Linked DNA regions of Mus musculus: region 2 is linked to region 1. A link is a contact called in public HiChIP or PLAC-seq data. All regions are on one chromosome and are shown on one strand. Each heading gives the region's core, a stretch centred on a gene start, on an enhancer-like site or on the middle of the called end of the contact. The rest is flanking DNA. Distances are from core to core; before and after follow the strand shown.

Region 1 (3,877 bases), core at 1,056-3,555:
TGCAAAGGATCCAATTCCACTATAACCAGAGTAATACAAATCCTGTTTTATGGAGGAACATGGAGATTTAGAAGCTCTAATCTGATGGATGCTGGGATTTGCATCCTCGTCTGTCTCCATAGACCACAATCTTCAGCAGAAAGCTTTCCCCCACCATTCTGTTACCAGGAGTAGCATCTCGTCTGGAATCCAACACTTAGCTTAGATCAGAAACCTTCCCATGGGTTGGGTCCAGACAACTTAGCTTTTCTGTCCAGTAATCTATTCTCCTCTGAGTGATAGTACTTAATGGTAATAGTAAGTTATGGTATATGTTCATTATCTGTACCTAATCAGGAGTTTTTTTCAAACTTTATAGACCAAACTTGGATAGCTTATCCAGTGCTTATTTAGGGTGATCTGCAACTCAGCCCACAGAAATGCAATGAAGTTTTGAGTCAAGTCATCATATAGGGAAATAAGTTGTATAGAACTGTGATTCAACTCTCTCAGCACTGAAAAAACTTCACACCACTCTATTTTTTTTCATTTTTCTTGAGTGGTATAGAAGAGGAAACATTTCACTCCAGTGTTCCAGCACAGACTCTTTGTGTCATGTTAGCAATACAGAATACTATGTCCATCAAACATTCAAGATAACTTTGAGGGCATATTCACTGTTGATGTCTAATCAAAGATGCTTGAGAAGTCAGCTAGACATTAAAATAAAATCACCCTTCTTTCATTTATTTATAGCTTCATTTTCATGGCCCAAAGAGAGCATGGAAAAGTGAAAAGAACATTGCCTGCTAATTACTTTTTACTACTCCTAATTGCAAGCTTTATTTGTTTATTAGACTTTCTGATTTCTTCATAACATCACAGACATTTTCATTTATTGTTTAATTTCTCCAAATTACAGTAGGTGAGCAAGAGGCCTCCTCTGAGTTATCCTTCCTGCTTTGCCTCCATGGAAGGGCATTTTTAATTACTTAAGCCTTTCAATTTTTCTAAGAATCATAACCTACCAGAATAGAACATCATTTTGAAATGGATATAATAAGAGAGCTGGTGTTTGTCTTAGTTTCTCATCTCCTCAAGGTTTTTCCTAAATGGAGGCAAGCCACAGTGGGCAGGAACAATAACAAATTAAGAAAAGAATTAAAACATCAGAAGGGACAAAAACTGGACACTTCTGTGAACATCTGTCCGCAGAGACCATTAGCCAAAGGAGTCGGGGAAGAGACCACAGTGTGAGGTTTTTAATAATGTTGAAAAATACAGAAAGAAAAATGTTCTCTCCGTCTCTCAAATCCAAACAACAAAGCTTAGAGAAAGATTTCTTCTTCTGCTTGGACTAGGAAGAGGGAAGGCGATCTGAACTAGGTCCAGCATGATGAAACTCGAGGCTACACAGAGCCCTATGGTTCTTGCCACCAGGAAGCTCCCTGTGAACTAAGCCTACAGAAACTTTGTATTCTAGCAACCAAGGGTCTGTCTCCTGTATCCTCTTGCCAACCTTTGGTAGTATCAGAAAAGCAAAATTTCACCTTCTAAGGCAGGGGCAAACAGGGAGGCAAAATTTGTGGTATGAAACCTGGTGCTAAAGATACGATAATGAAACTCACCAAGTAGAATCCAAAAGTGCATACCCCAAGGCCAGTGCTGACAGATGGAGCCTCTAGACCTGCCCTAATTCTAGGCTATACCCTAGCCACTGATCAAACTGGGATAGTGATTCTTACCTGTGGATTAAGAGAGATATCACCGGGCAGCTTTGTAGCATCCTGTTGCTCAGGCTGCCACCTTCCCTGAACCATCAAAATCAGAATCTCTAAGTGTGAGCTTTGGCATTTGCATTGCTTCAGCTTCCAGTGTTGCAATGAGTAGCCAAAGCCAGAAACCACCAGACCAAGCAGTTAAATTTAGAGGCCAATTCTTCCACGTTACTTTGAATTGTACAGAAATCTCATTAAATACAGTCATTACATTCAAAGGAAGAGTAATAAACTAAATAAGCTCACTGCCTGAATTTTCCAGTATCTACTGCACACTATCAGTTAGGCAGATGACAAGGGTATGGTAATTGAATCAGGACTTTCATGAGATCCCTTAAGTGGCAGATGCAAGAGCAAGGGGCTGTCTGAGCTCTGTACTCCTGTCCAGCTGTGGAAAATCTAGAAGATCTCTGAAGCAGCTGCAGGTAGAACCTGGCCTTTGTCCACAGCCAAAGAAACACTTGCCACCACCCCAAGCAGCTGTCCCAGAGCATGAATGAAATGACTCTGCCAGTAACCATGAGCAGCTGCTGAGGCCAGCTGCTGGCATGGGGGTGGGGAGGTCAGGACTATGAAGTCATTCTATAGTGATTGCCAGCACCTGGGGGAGCCCGGATCCTTCCCAGGGCAGCTTGAGCAGCAGAGAAGAAGCAGGGGAAGACACTGCAAATAAACTGCTTCAAATCAAAGGAGTAATTAAGGCGCATGCTTTGACAAGAAGCTGTAGGTAACTTTCCTGTTTGCTTTGAAACATGTCTGGAGATGCTAAAATATATCTTAAATCTACGAGCTAGTACATTGTTTTCTTAACCACTGTTGTTTTATTGTTTGTTTGTTTGTTTGTTTGTTTGAATCTTCTTTATATTTGTCAGGATTTATAAATACAAGCTAAGAAGTTTTGAGCCACTTTAAATGAATGAATTCTTCCTTTATTCCACATGACAGGTGATAATATATTTTAAAAGTGTTACTTTTTAGTGAATTGGAAAGTGCATTTAAAGATGCTAACAAACCGTGTACCATTGAATACCTCTCTCCATCTCTCTGCCATCTAATGAATGTTACTAAGCAATGAGAACACATCACAGTCCATAAGGCACAGAGGTCCTGGGTCCTTTTTAATGCTTTCTTGTTAACCTGCTCCCAAAATAATGCTCTAACTCTATTCACTTACTCTATTGGTTTCTATACCTCAAACATCTTATGACATGATTTAGTTTAACATCTTTTTAATCCAAGACACAGTAAGTTAGACCATAGAGCTATGGCAAGAATATAAGAGATGACAGTCTTGAAGCAATTCCACAAATACACATCATTTTATGACTGAACCTTTGTAAATCTAAAATTGCATCAGTCCTGGCACGATCCCTTACGTGATGAGCAAGGTCACAGGGAGCCCCTTGCCTTTGCCGCACCAGCATAGCACTTACAGGGAAAAGGCAGCCCCTTGTTCAAGTGAGTGTGGTCTGGGAGCTGAGTAGCACTGAACAAAATTAGTTCAAAAACCAAAATTCTCTTCGCTGGACTGTGGTTAGAGAGGATCATCCCAATAATGCCAAGTTACCTCCTGGCCCACTCTAGGATCTGAAAAAGGACAGACACTCCTTCCTAAGTCACAGTGATTGAAAACAAAAATAAAGGAAGGATTGTGGATCAGAGGAATCTGTGAGGTAAGAAACACACACACACGTACACACACACCTTATATCACTAAGTATCAGAGAAGGCACCCTCAAAAAATGATAATTCAAAGTCACGGTGCAAAATGTTTTACCTGATAATGGTATAGTCAAGGGTGACAAACAACATGCACAGAAGTAGAAATACAACAGCTACCAGAATCTGGAACATCAGAATCTTCCTTGCCTTTTCAAGGGCCAGAGCCAGGCCAAGATAACCAGAGAGGAAGCAGCCCCTAGCTCATCGTGGGTCTCCACTGACCAAATACAACAGTAAGTCAAATGACAAAAGAGAGCTCAGGGTAAGATACAAATGAAAAGAACAGGTTTGTTAGGTCAAACAGAAGGCATCCTGCACACAACCCTTATATTCTACAGTTTGTGGGAGCTTTGAGTCCATTCATGCCACAATGGTGTACTGTTCCCCACCCCCCAGGC
Region 2 (3,564 bases), core at 321-2,820, 350 kb before region 1:
TACTCCCTTCCTCCCTAGCCTGGTGGCTCTAAGCCACAACTAGGTCACTTCTTATTAAACCCACTTCACCATAGCTTGACTTCTGTGATCCCCGAATGGCAGCAACCTCTGAAATGCTCATTCAGTAAAAACTTGGGCAGCATCTGTGATGTTCTGAGTGCTCACAAGTGTCTGAGGATGAAACACATGGCTTGGGAAGTTATTACTTCCACATTGCCTTGGTACCCTGTTTTTTTCTGTTTGATATTGTATTTGCTTTATAAACACTACCTTTTGTCCAAAGTCTGAAGTTTAATTAACAGCATAATCAAGATATACCAAGTCCCTCTCCATTGACCTCATACCACATTGTTTACCATGGACAGATTGGACACATGTATAGGAGTGGACAGTATATACCCCGGGGGCTGCCTTTATCGTTTATACGTTGCTTTCGCTATAACTGGAGAGAGATGGATGGAGCTTGTTGTCATATGGGTGGATCCTGATGTCAAGCCTTCCAGCGACTACAGTCAGTTCATGATTTGGACTCGGATCATTCATCAACAGCAAAAAAAGAAGCTTTAATAATGGACAGACTAGCTTCTCACTACAAATACTTGCAATAAGAACATATTTCCAAATTGTGGTATTAAAATACTAAATTGTTACCAAACCAAATACCCTCATTAAAATTATAGTGCCCTGGATAAAATTCTACAAGAGAGAAACCACTATTCCAAGTTCTCAAGGTATCATCTACCTGGGCTGGAACCACACTCTGACTCTCAGTGAAGCCACAGTTAGTTATATTTTACCCTTCAGTGCATAGGTTCTTTCTGCTATCAGGAATTACTAATTCTTTCATCCACTGAGCGTTCCTGACCTCCCTACAATAGGGCCTAACATTCGCCCTCCCATTCTTTCACTGTGTATGACCAGTGACTGCTCTTTCATTGGAACACAGATGATTTGTTTTACTGCTCATTTCAGCTCAGACCTCATCTCTTTGAAAACAAAGATGTTATTTGTTTGCATCTCTAGTGCCAGGATAATGACAGGGTCCTTGTTTGTGAAGCAACCATTGCCAGGGTCACATGAAATGATCACACGAGGTGAATGAGGGGCAGGAATGCAAACCATTTGTCCATGTCCCCAGTAAGCTTTCCAGCTGTGAAAAGGTGAGAGTAACCATTTATCCCATTCGTGTTGATAAAATCAACTCCGAATAAAATGAAAGCCAAGAGTAGCTTTCAAGTGAAAAGGTATCCATCCCTTCAGTAAACATTCACTGATTAATCACTGCATGCCACCAAAGGTGAGATAAATGACACAGTCCCTGCTCCCAAGCAGACAAGAAATAAATCACTCAGGTCCAGGATGGTGAGAGCTGTAGGGTCCTGAGAGAGGGGAAAGATGTCACCTACACACACCAGAGGACTCAGGGAGGAATCTCTGTAGAGGACACAGCCAATGTCCTTGAAATACTCGGAGGCCTGATGTAAGAAGAAAACAAAGACCATTCTAAGTAGCAAAGCCATGGGAAAGTTAGTGTTGGGAAAGGAGCCAGCAAGTCCTTCGGGGAATCTGGAAGTACTTTGGCATGGCTGGATTTGTGGCTTGACAGTAAGAGCAGAATAGAGAAAAGAGACATTCTATCTGCTTATATGCTGGTAATGGTAAAAATGAATGCTTATAAGTGAGCCTCGAGTCTTTGACCTTTCTGAATTCATGGATTTCACGTGTAGATGCAAAGTAAGTTTCTGTGCTGCTATAATTAGAGTCTGGGTTAGCCAGTCAAATTTGACATATCTTGGGGAAATTTTTTCCTCATGACTCAGGAAAGTTAAGCTAATCCTATTTGGTAACAGTTTTAAAGTTGACTGCATTACAAACCCACAAGTTAGGGTTGGCAACGTAGCCCAGTGGCAGAACATTTACCCAACATATGAAAGGGTTTTGTGTCTATAAATACATAAATAATAAATGATCCAAAATATGTATGGACTAAATATTTTATGCAAATTATTAAAAAACATTAAATTTATATTTCTAAATCTAGACTAAAAGAAAATTAGCTAGTTTGGAAGACAGCGTATTTCGGTAAAACAAACCGCACTTTGTAAGTCGTGAGCCCTGCCTACCGACCAGATGCGACTGCTGTCTCAGAGGTTTCCCCTCATGAATGACTGATTTAATTTAGAAGAAGATTAAAGTGTCCGTAAGAAATTTCAATAGTGATTTCTTCAATTGAACTTAATCCAAATTTGACTTTATATTCTAGGGATGTATGTCTGTTAACTCTAATTCTAGTGCCTGGCTTTGAATTCTTTAATCAGTATTTCCTCTTTATAGTATCCAGGTGACACTTACTAAGTTTGTGTGTAGACTTCCTTGTTTCTCTGAGAAAGTCACATAATCAAGGAACAGACTTATTTTTAAAGACAGTTGCACCTGCAATGCAGAATATAAAATTCCCAAGGACCCTTGTCACTGTGAGGTGGACAGAACTGTGACACATGCAGTGACCAAGCGCATCACAACTTCTATATGATGGCTATCAATGGAACCATTCATTATTGACTACAGGACGTTCAAGTCTTAAAATATGTTTGAACTTTTCGAAGAGCGATAATGAAATAAAGAAGCACATTCTTGCTTAAAACGAGGGAGTTTAGACAGTGAAGTGTTCAAGTTAAGCCCCGATTCTTTATCTCAGCCCCAGACTCCCAGCAATAATACTGAGACTCAAACTGTATTTACCCACCCCTTGACCATACAGCTAGGCTCTTCTCTGACTAGATATAACTTACAATATCCCATTTATTCTAGGCTACAGTCTACAGTGTGGCTGGTTACCTGTGCTCAGTTACAATGTGTTCAACTTGTGTTCATCTTCACAGCAAATTCCCCTCATCTGGCTCTCTTCCAGAATCCTCTCTCTTCCTGCCAGTGTTCTGCCTCCTATTTCCTGTCTTATCTCACTGGCCAGAGGCTCTTTTTTTATTCATAGGTCATGCTCATCAGAGATTCTCATACAGTTAAGAATCTCCCAGAACAAATTCCATTCAAGTTGTTTGCAGAGGTACTCAGTACAACCTCAGTCCCAAGAATCCTTCAAAGTAGATGAGGTAGTAGTTATTCCCAAGCCCAGCATTTTTATTATTCACAGAATACACTTCTCTGATGAATAGATAGTGTCCTTTATTTCATGTCAATTTGTAAACATGCAAGTTTTGGAAAAGGCTGAAGATTAAGTTAGATGTGCTGGCATTTGCATGTAATCCCAGCACTTAGGAACTTGGGACAGGAGACTCAAACTTGAATACAGCCTGAGCTACACAGTATGGCCCTATGTGTAAATAGTAATAGTAATAATAATAATAATTATTATTATTATTATTATTATTATAGCAAAGGTAGACTAACAGACTTCTAAATTTTATTAGAATATAATTTAGAAAATTTCAAAATATTAGATGAAAGCATCCCTATAATAAATAAACAATACCTAGAATTGATGCTACCATTAGTAAATAAAGCTCATTGGAAATCAGATGGGAAATATTTTGTTTTGTGTTTGAA

Evidence for each region. HiChIP or PLAC-seq counts read pairs in DNA pulled down with a chosen protein or histone mark.
Region 2: an H3K27ac HiChIP or PLAC-seq map of neural progenitor cells shows a contact between it and region 1, with 176 times the contacts expected there. The contact joins two enhancer-like sites. A contact is called at or near these places in 1 of 484 Hi-C or Micro-C datasets (embryonic fibroblasts) and 2 of 115 datasets of contacts at active chromatin or transcription factors (embryonic stem cells and neural progenitor cells).

What each region holds. Positions count from the first base shown.
Region 1 is chr2:78,188,164-78,192,040 of GRCm38.p6, reverse strand. The region is part of intron 6 of 4930440I19Rik (RIKEN cDNA 4930440I19 gene); the gene reads right to left. Among named protein-coding and RNA genes, the nearest start is that of Gm14461, 47 kb to the left of the region's middle. Within about 2 kb of position 2,305, at least 25 of the 459 cell types and tissues checked have an H3K27ac peak or open chromatin away from gene starts, as enhancers often do. A contact at or near this core is called in neural progenitor cells, where this site is marked.
Region 2 is chr2:78,538,042-78,541,605 of GRCm38.p6, reverse strand. No RefSeq gene overlaps it. Among named protein-coding and RNA genes, the nearest start is that of Gm46750, 150 kb to the right of the region's middle. Within about 2 kb of position 1,570, at least 43 of the 459 cell types and tissues checked have an H3K27ac peak or open chromatin away from gene starts, as enhancers often do. A contact at or near this core is called in neural progenitor cells, where this site is marked.